2 separate regions of the Zea mays genome follow, and region 2 is linked to region 1. The links are chromatin contacts, called in public Hi-C maps. All regions are on one chromosome and are shown on one strand. The core of a region is the stretch at or near the end of the contact, and the rest is flanking DNA. Distances in the headings are between cores, read along the strand shown.

Evidence for each region. Hi-C and Micro-C count contacts between places; a contact is called where the count stands out from the background.
Region 2: a Hi-C map of leaf shows a contact between it and region 1, with 6 times the contacts expected there. The contact joins the promoter of LOC100193038 here to the promoter of LOC103641248 in region 1. A contact is called at or near these places in 3 of 25 Hi-C or Micro-C datasets (ear, endosperm and leaf).

The regions. Positions count from the first base shown.
Region 1 is chr10:76,951,833-76,955,868 of Zm-B73-REFERENCE-NAM-5.0, forward strand. It overlaps LOC103641248 (ent-copalyl diphosphate synthase), which reads right to left and starts at 1,850. Exons shown (of 11, transcript NM_001361169.1): 1 at 1,571-1,850. The coding sequence starts at 1,750.
Region 2 is chr10:77,461,472-77,465,507 of Zm-B73-REFERENCE-NAM-5.0, forward strand. It overlaps LOC100193038, which reads right to left and starts at 1,944. Exons shown (of 2, transcript NM_001358595.1): 1 at 1,777-1,944; 2 at 1-268. The coding sequence starts at 1,779.

The sequences.
Region 1 (4,036 bases), core at 600-3,099:
TGTATATTTATATTCACCGTACATTCATAATCTAATCATAAACTTTGTCTGTACCCTTCGTTTTGCATAGACCTATGCCGTCCATGTATTGCCGTTAGAACAGAATTTTTCAACACAATAAGTGAAGCGTAGAAACCATTGTATTTTAATATCAGAGTTAAACAAATTTATCCTAGAATTATATACTAAAATGATCTATAGCTTAGAATCCGAACTCAGTATAGTACTTAGGAGCTAAGAGTTTAGGACAATGAAGTATAAATTTGGGCAAACTTACAAAAGTTGAGCCTAGGATAACTATAAAAGCTGATTTATTTGGAGATGCAGGATGTATCACTCTACTTAACAAAATTCGATCCTATTATGGAATCATGTTGTAAGAAACTACCATGACCATATATTATCTTAGTTCACAAATATATGACACCGTTGACTTTTTTCAAAAACTTTGATCACTCGTCTCATTCAAAATATTTATTCAAAAATGTACCTTAAGTGATAAAACAAATCACAAAAAATAAATGGTAACTCATTTTTTTAATAAGACGAGTGGTCAAAGTTTTTTTAAAAAAGTCAATGGTGTCATATATTTATGAACGGAGGGAGTATAATATATTGCTTTCTCTTGGCATGCAGTTAGTGAAGGAGAAACGGAAAATAAGGTATGGTAGTAGTGCATAAACTCATTGTATTCCAAAAAAAGGTGAAAGCGAGAAGATAATCTAACCCAACACAACAAACATGGTTAGAGACGGCTATTAGATATCATGCTCTTTTGCAATAGTTTTAATGTAGTAAGAGGCAATATATTCTTATACCTCCGGTTGGAAATACAAGACATTTTCCAACAAGGCAAATGAACTAATTCTGACTGTCTAAAACATGTGCGAACATCATATATAAAAGTTCGGAGATAGTCGGTGGCGGAGCCAGAGCCCAGCCTGCCCGGGCTTCGCCGGTGGCAGGAGGTAGTAGCGGAGCGGAAGCGCGGTTGACTGGGTGGACTGAGGGAGGTGACACGGGAGGTTGAGACGGAGGAGTTGTGGGGAGCAGACAGCAGGAGTGCAGGACGCAGTCGCGCGGATGGCTGCGCGGTGATTTCATGTCTTATTTTTGTTTATTTCCTTCCTAATTTGGTCACTAGTTCTTCCTCAATGGTGACTGCTTTTTCTTTGTCTTTTGTCTTCTCGTGTAGAAACTAGAAAGGAGTACGAATAGCTATTCTTTTGTGATACTACTGGCGATTAGCAACTAGAAGCTATGAAATAAATGTAGTCTCTAGGGAGCAGCATCCATACGGGCCGCTGCTCTGGTTATCTTCATAGCAGCAAAAAAGCGAACCCCAGACCTAGGCGACGTACCGCCATCCTTCCCCTCTCACGCGGACGCTCTACTCAATCTACGGGCTGAGCTGTTTAATCTGGTAGCTAATGGTGCAAGTGGTATCTATACTAACTAGTATATCTTAATGTCTGAAAACTAGCCATGAATCAATACAGCAGCAAAGTTCCATTAAGCTTCTTATCTCAATGTGCAAACAGAGGAGGAACAAGGACACAGGGGATCTCACCCTCACGGAGGCTGGCGGCACGGCAGCACGGGGATACGAAGCGGAGGGTTTCCATAGGGCGCCGGCTGCCGGGGCGCAGCCGCGCAGGTCGCTGGGCCTGGGCGCATCGATGCAGCAGGGGGCAGGACGTAGGTCTGCAGGGCGCCGACAACAGGGAGCCTGGGGTCGCGGCAGATCCATCGTCGGGCGACTTGGCGAGGGAGTAAGGAGGGAGGACGCGAAGGGCGACGTACGGGCGTCGGACGAGCAGCGAGGTTGGGCACCGCCGCGCCGGGTCAAAGGACAACGGCGCTGAGGGAGGAAGCACCAAGCGAACGGCACCAGCTGGGCTGGACTGTTTCTTACGTGGTGGGCTGCTGTATGGGTAATCTATGGGCTGGTGTTTGTATGGGCCGAGATATGGCGTAGGCCATACTGGGCCCTCCGCCCCTGGCAGTTACCAATTATTGACTTTCTCGTGGATTTGATGCAATGCCGACTGGCAATATAATCCTAAAAAAAAATGGACGGCACTTCAATTACAAGAAGCATCTCCGCGAGAGGCCCTCAACAATGTTTGTATTTTGAAATATAGAACCAAGGATCATAAAGCGTCAATCTTATAAAAATTCATCTCGATCTCTAGGATACTAAATATAGTACCCCATATATTAGATCTCTATCATTGTTTCTTCTTAATCTATAGCTATTTATTTCCCAATAATATAATTTATTTCCTAAATAGTATTATTTAATACCTAATTGCTATAGTAAAAAAATTTTGAGACCCTAAAACATTTTAAATGCAGTCATGTTTCAATTTTTAGAGCTCTATTTTAAATTTTAAAGATAGTTGTTATAAGACTTACCACCAGGCCGTCGAAGCCGAGAACGTTGTGGCCGCATTGAAGGACGTTGCCATGCCCGGAGCACCGGAACGTGTTGGGGTGACGCCTGCATTCCCAACTCTAGCTAGCTAGATACAAGATGCTAACCGTATCACAATCCACTCTGTACAGGGATGCTCTAGCCTTGGTGCAGAAACTACATCGATCTGTATGCTTTTATAAGCGGCTGTAGGCTTAAGCATATTAAATTAGTACTGATGTAGCAGTTATCAGCCTGTTTGCCGTACCGGCTTCTACTGCTTATACGATGTTTTTGTTTCTATAAATTACAGCTGCAGCCAGAGACGAAGCCAGAAAAAAAATTGGAAAGTACTAAACTAAACCACTGTAGTATAGAAACCCCTTCTTACGAGAGGCTTTAGTGGAGCTCCATGGACTTGACAGCGGTAGGAGAGGCTCAAGCCCCGCCCATCCCTAGCTGCAGCAGTCAAAACGGTCGACTTTAATCCAAAACGAACAGAGTATAAACAACCAAATACAAATTATGTATGTGTCAATATCAATTTCACGTACACAATGACATTAATTTAGATAAATTTCATCATATGATACTTAAATAAATCGTATAAATAAATTATTACACACAAGAAACGAGTGAACAAAGATTAACAAATAATGTTTATAACTATAAAACCTGGAACCTCAAATTAATCTGATGGGTGGTCTCCCACTAAGTGCTAGTTTAGAAATCCATTTTTACAAGAGATTCCTATTTTTCCAAGGAAAATTAGTTCATTTTCTCAAGGAAAAATAGAAATCTCTTGAAAAAATGGGGTTCTCCATTTTACTAAGGAATTTCTATTTTCTCAAGGGAAAATGAACCAATTTCCCTTGAAAAATAAAAATACCATGAGAAAATGGAATTCCAAACTAGTGGTAATAGTCGTTATACTTCTGGATCACTACCATCTCCATCTAACTAGCGGATGCATTATATACAACATAGTTGTTGTAGAAAATAGCAAAGTTGAGTACTCGTTGTGATAAGTAAGTGACACTAAAGCAATCATATGAAGACTATATAGTGGACTGACTAATCATTACCATTTTAGTTGATTAAGTTATCATCTATTATTAAGGTGAAAGCATAATCTTTCAAATTGCCATAAACATAAAGTAAATCTATATGAGAACCTACCGAAATCCAAACCATATTAGGCCTTGTTCGTTTCCGTCGGATTGCACCCGGAATCGTTCCAGCTAATCAAAGTTTATATAAATTAGAGAAGCAATCCGGTCAGGAATCGTTCCGACCCACCAATCCGGTAGAAACGAACAAGGCCTTAGGAGAACTCTAATATGTGAGGAAACCCTAAGTTCGCTCTTAACCATGAGAACGATTGATATTAGTTTGTATACTTTACCCACAAGGCGAAAATTTCCACTTTGTCTGAGTTGTACTGACCCTTACACACTTCCGAGATGTGCTACAGATACTTTCACTACAATGCCATTTTTTACAGTCATTGGATATTTTCAGGCTGCTACATGATTTCACCTAGTTTGTCAGTATAGACCTCCACTCCGAAAATGATTGGTCAACCCTGCACCGCACTTGGCACCGAAAGGTCTATATCAT
Region 2 (4,036 bases), core at 694-3,193, 510 kb after region 1:
CTGGAACGCTCCATATGAGTGCAAACAGAAGAAAGCCCAAAATTGCCAGTAGTGGCCCAGCAGCCTTGACACTATCCTCAATCCCAAAGGGACCCCCTGAAACTTCATAAAATATGAGGAATATGAGGGGTATCATGGAAACCTTGGGGATGCCATGCCCTCCCTTATGCTCTTCAGCCTCATTGATGCTGTTGTACTTGACACCAACACGATCCCCCATTGGAAGACAAGCTGAATTTGCTCGTGTTATTGCCGTGTTCCTCAGTTTCTGCAGTTGGTAAGCCAAATAGTCAGACATAAGCAAGCATATGGTTGTTCATCAATGTCTTCAAATTCTCCATTGAGTATGCGAGTGGTTTATTGTGTACACATTATATGGTACTCTGAAATACTATGCTCTGAATGTATGGTCATGTAGAACATTGGGCACTAGTAATAGTCAGAACACAAATCCAGTGAAAATAAATATTATTTTGGACAATGTGGGGAAGTACGCTGGCTCAGTAGAACCAACCACTGATACTGTGTGTGTGTGGGGGGGGGGGGGGGGGGGGGGGGCATCAAATCGATACCATTCACTTTTGCATGGAACGTGCAGATGATCTCTTGCTTCTATATAACAATCTGAAAAATTGGATTCTGACTTATGAATGATACTATGTTCATTGGGATTTGGGAATAATGAGGCTCTAGTCATTTATATGTGTCTTGAAGGCTGAAGGGCGATTAAACAACTAGAGTGCAAAAAAAAATGAGGAACGGAGTTAAGTAAATTAGCACACGAACTCCAGTATGAAAAGGGGCATCGACAAAAAGGACAGGACAGCCAAGATGTTGGTACAATGCCACAAAATGAAGAATTGTATTTTTGCCACTGTAAAGATTGTCTCTTCATTTATAATTAGCTCAGAGTCTCTGACTTGTGGGTCCATCTGAGTCTATTAAATGTGTCCCCTATTTTACACTGTCTACCGGAGACAGTCTACTGTCTACCGGAGACAGTCTTAGGCACCTGGAATGAGACCGTACATTACATTAGGTTAGAATATCCTTAGCTACTTAAATTAAGGCACAAATGAAGCGTTAACAAAGAGAAAATAATGGGACCAAGAATTTATAAATCATGGATATACTAGCGATGAAATATAATCCGTGCATAGCACAGAGAATTTATTGCGCCTAGCGCAATGAACTGAGGTTGACCATACTTACTATACTACTCCACTGAGTAGAGTAGAGTAGAAGGATTGATCACTCCGGTTGGGTTGGAAACCGTTGGGCTTGCCGCTTGCGGGTGGCAATGATGGGGCGGCGAAGATGCGTGGAACTAGAGCAGCTTCTTGTCACTTTCAAACTGGACCTGACTTGAATCCAGAGTAGGATTCGCATCGAAGTAGGAAGATGTGCACCTATTGGCTGAGAAGTATGTTGACGACGAAGCAGCGGTGGGGAATCAGACGGAACGGGTCCAGGGAGGCGCAGGCGGTACTGGTAGGAGACGGCCGGTTGGAAGTGGAATTGGGTCCCAGCGAGGAGATCGATGAGGGGAAAACGGCGTGGGTTTTGACGAAGCGGGTCGATCGGGGTTTGGGCTTAGCGCCGTAGGTGGAGAGGGAGCAGTGATCTGTAGCCCTGAGCCGTCACGCCATCGAGGAAGGAAGGCAGTCCTCCAAGCGTGAGAAGTGGCATGACGGAGCGGGCCAGCGGGGAACCCCAATGAATGACCCCATATCTGCAGAGCAGAATCAGAAGGGGGGGAAAACCAAGAGCGCTCACCATCTACCGCGCGGCGGCCCGCATGCTCCGAGTGGATCTCCTTTCCTCCGATGGCGCGAGCGAGAGCGCGAGTCCGTGTTCGTCCTCACCGGCCGCCCAAGAACTAGGAAGGCGGAGTCGTGGGTGAAGAAGAAGGAATATCCTAGTCCCACTGGTCAGAGTCCTCAGTGGAGAGGAGAGGAGATCTGGCAGTGGCATGGTTGGTATTCCTACATCCGTAGGTGATGGAGCAAGAGTAGCCCACACAAGGCTCCAGGCCTGCGGAACCAAAGAATTCGTCGCACGCTGGCCGCGTGGGAGCGTGCATGCTCTGCAACTGCCGCGGGCATCTCTGTCATTTTCTACCTCTCGTCTCTCGATCGAGGTAGTAAAACGTAGATAGGGCAAGCAATGCTCGTGTTGACGCTGTCATCTGCGGATACGCGGACGCTACGTGGTTTTAGACTGAACGGTTTATGACCTAGACGTTGGAGCGGCTCCTCATCCACGTCTGAGACTCGAACCGTCTACAATAGCGCAGAGAGTCGTATTTTTCGTAGCAGATTTAGATCTCGTCTTCCAGGAAACAGTAGTGGACCTAGGATTTTTATATAGGATGTACCATAATAAAAATTTTATCCCAAATTCTATCTAATGTATATAATTTTAGAGTAAATTTGGTAAATAGTTTGATATATAGATATAAAATAGTATACCTATATTGCATACTTGCAGTATATATTAATAATTACGCATTTACATTAAAAACTAGCAACTAGTGTTTACAAATCCGTGACATTAAAAAACTGTAAATTAAGGATTAAACATAAAAACTAGCAACTAGTGTTTACAAATTCGTGACATTAAAAAACTGAAAATTAAGGATTAAACATAGGGTTCATATTTTTTATAGTGATAGTCGACACAAATGGAGAGCACTAATACAGTGACATGAACGAACCTTAGCCCTCAGGCCAGACCAACTTGCCAAGGCGGCGACGACTGGCGGCCTGGCGCTACATCCAAGGGGCAGGGGCGCGACAGTCTTGACTCTCGGCGTCGACTATCACAAAGAGCAGGGCGTGAGACACGAGATATGTTGTTGTCGCTCGAACTCACATCACAATCGACGGCTGGCGGACAGATAGTTGAAGAACGAAGACAAACCATCGTGCCCGGTGCCCCTGCTCGCCTGCTCACACCAGAAGACAAACAGACGTTTTGGCTGGGGTCTGGGTCGGCCTAGCTTAGGGTGTGCCATGGCCCACCTGGACCCCCTCGTGGGTTCGCCCCTGCCGGGAGGGACCCTATCGTGGAGAAAAGATCCTAGAGTGTGTCTTGGCGTCGACATACCACCTAAGATGCCTCTAGTCGACTTAGAGCTGAAGAGAGGTGAAAATTCGAGGTAGAGGAAGGCTAAACTAAGAACTACTCCTAATGCATAAGTTAAAACGATAAGTAGAGTTGATTGAATCGATTGTGGAGGCCTGAATCGGTCGTACCCCTTCATCTATGTAAAGGGTGGAGGTCTGAATCCGTTATAACTCGGTTCTCAGGTTAATCCCGCTAGTCCATGTCACTTTCTAGGCATCTCTGTCATTTTCTACCTCTCGTCTCTCAATCGGGGTAAAACGTAGATAGGCAAAGAAATGTTGGTGTTGGCGGTGTCCTCTTACAAAGACGGTATGTAGTTTTAGACCGGACCGTCTGTGACCTAGACATAGGAGCGGCTCCTCCTCTGCACACGTCCGAACGGTTAATGTCTGAGTCTCGGACCGTCCACGATAGTCAGCGCAAAGGGTCATCTTCTTCGCAGCAGATCTAGATCTCGTCTTCCGGAAGGCAGTGGCGGCCCTAGCTAGGATTTTTATATAGGGTGTGCCACAATAAAAAATTTATCCCAAATTCTATCTAATGTATATAATTTGGAATAAATTTGGTAAACAGTTCGATATATAGATATAAAATAGTATATCTACACTGCAGACTTGTAGTATATATTAATAATTACGTATTTACATTAAAACTAGCAACTAGTGTTTACAAATCCATGACAATAAAAAACTAAAAATTAAGGATTAAACATAGGGTTCATATTTTTTATAGTGATAGCCAACACAAATGGAGAGCAATGATACAGTGGCATGAACGAACCTTAGCCCTCAGGCTAGACCAACTTGCCAAGGCAGCGGCGACTGGCGGCCTGGCGCTACAGCCAAGGGGCAGGGGTGCGGTAGTCTCGACTCTCGGCGTCGGCGATCACAAGGAGCAGGGCGTGAGA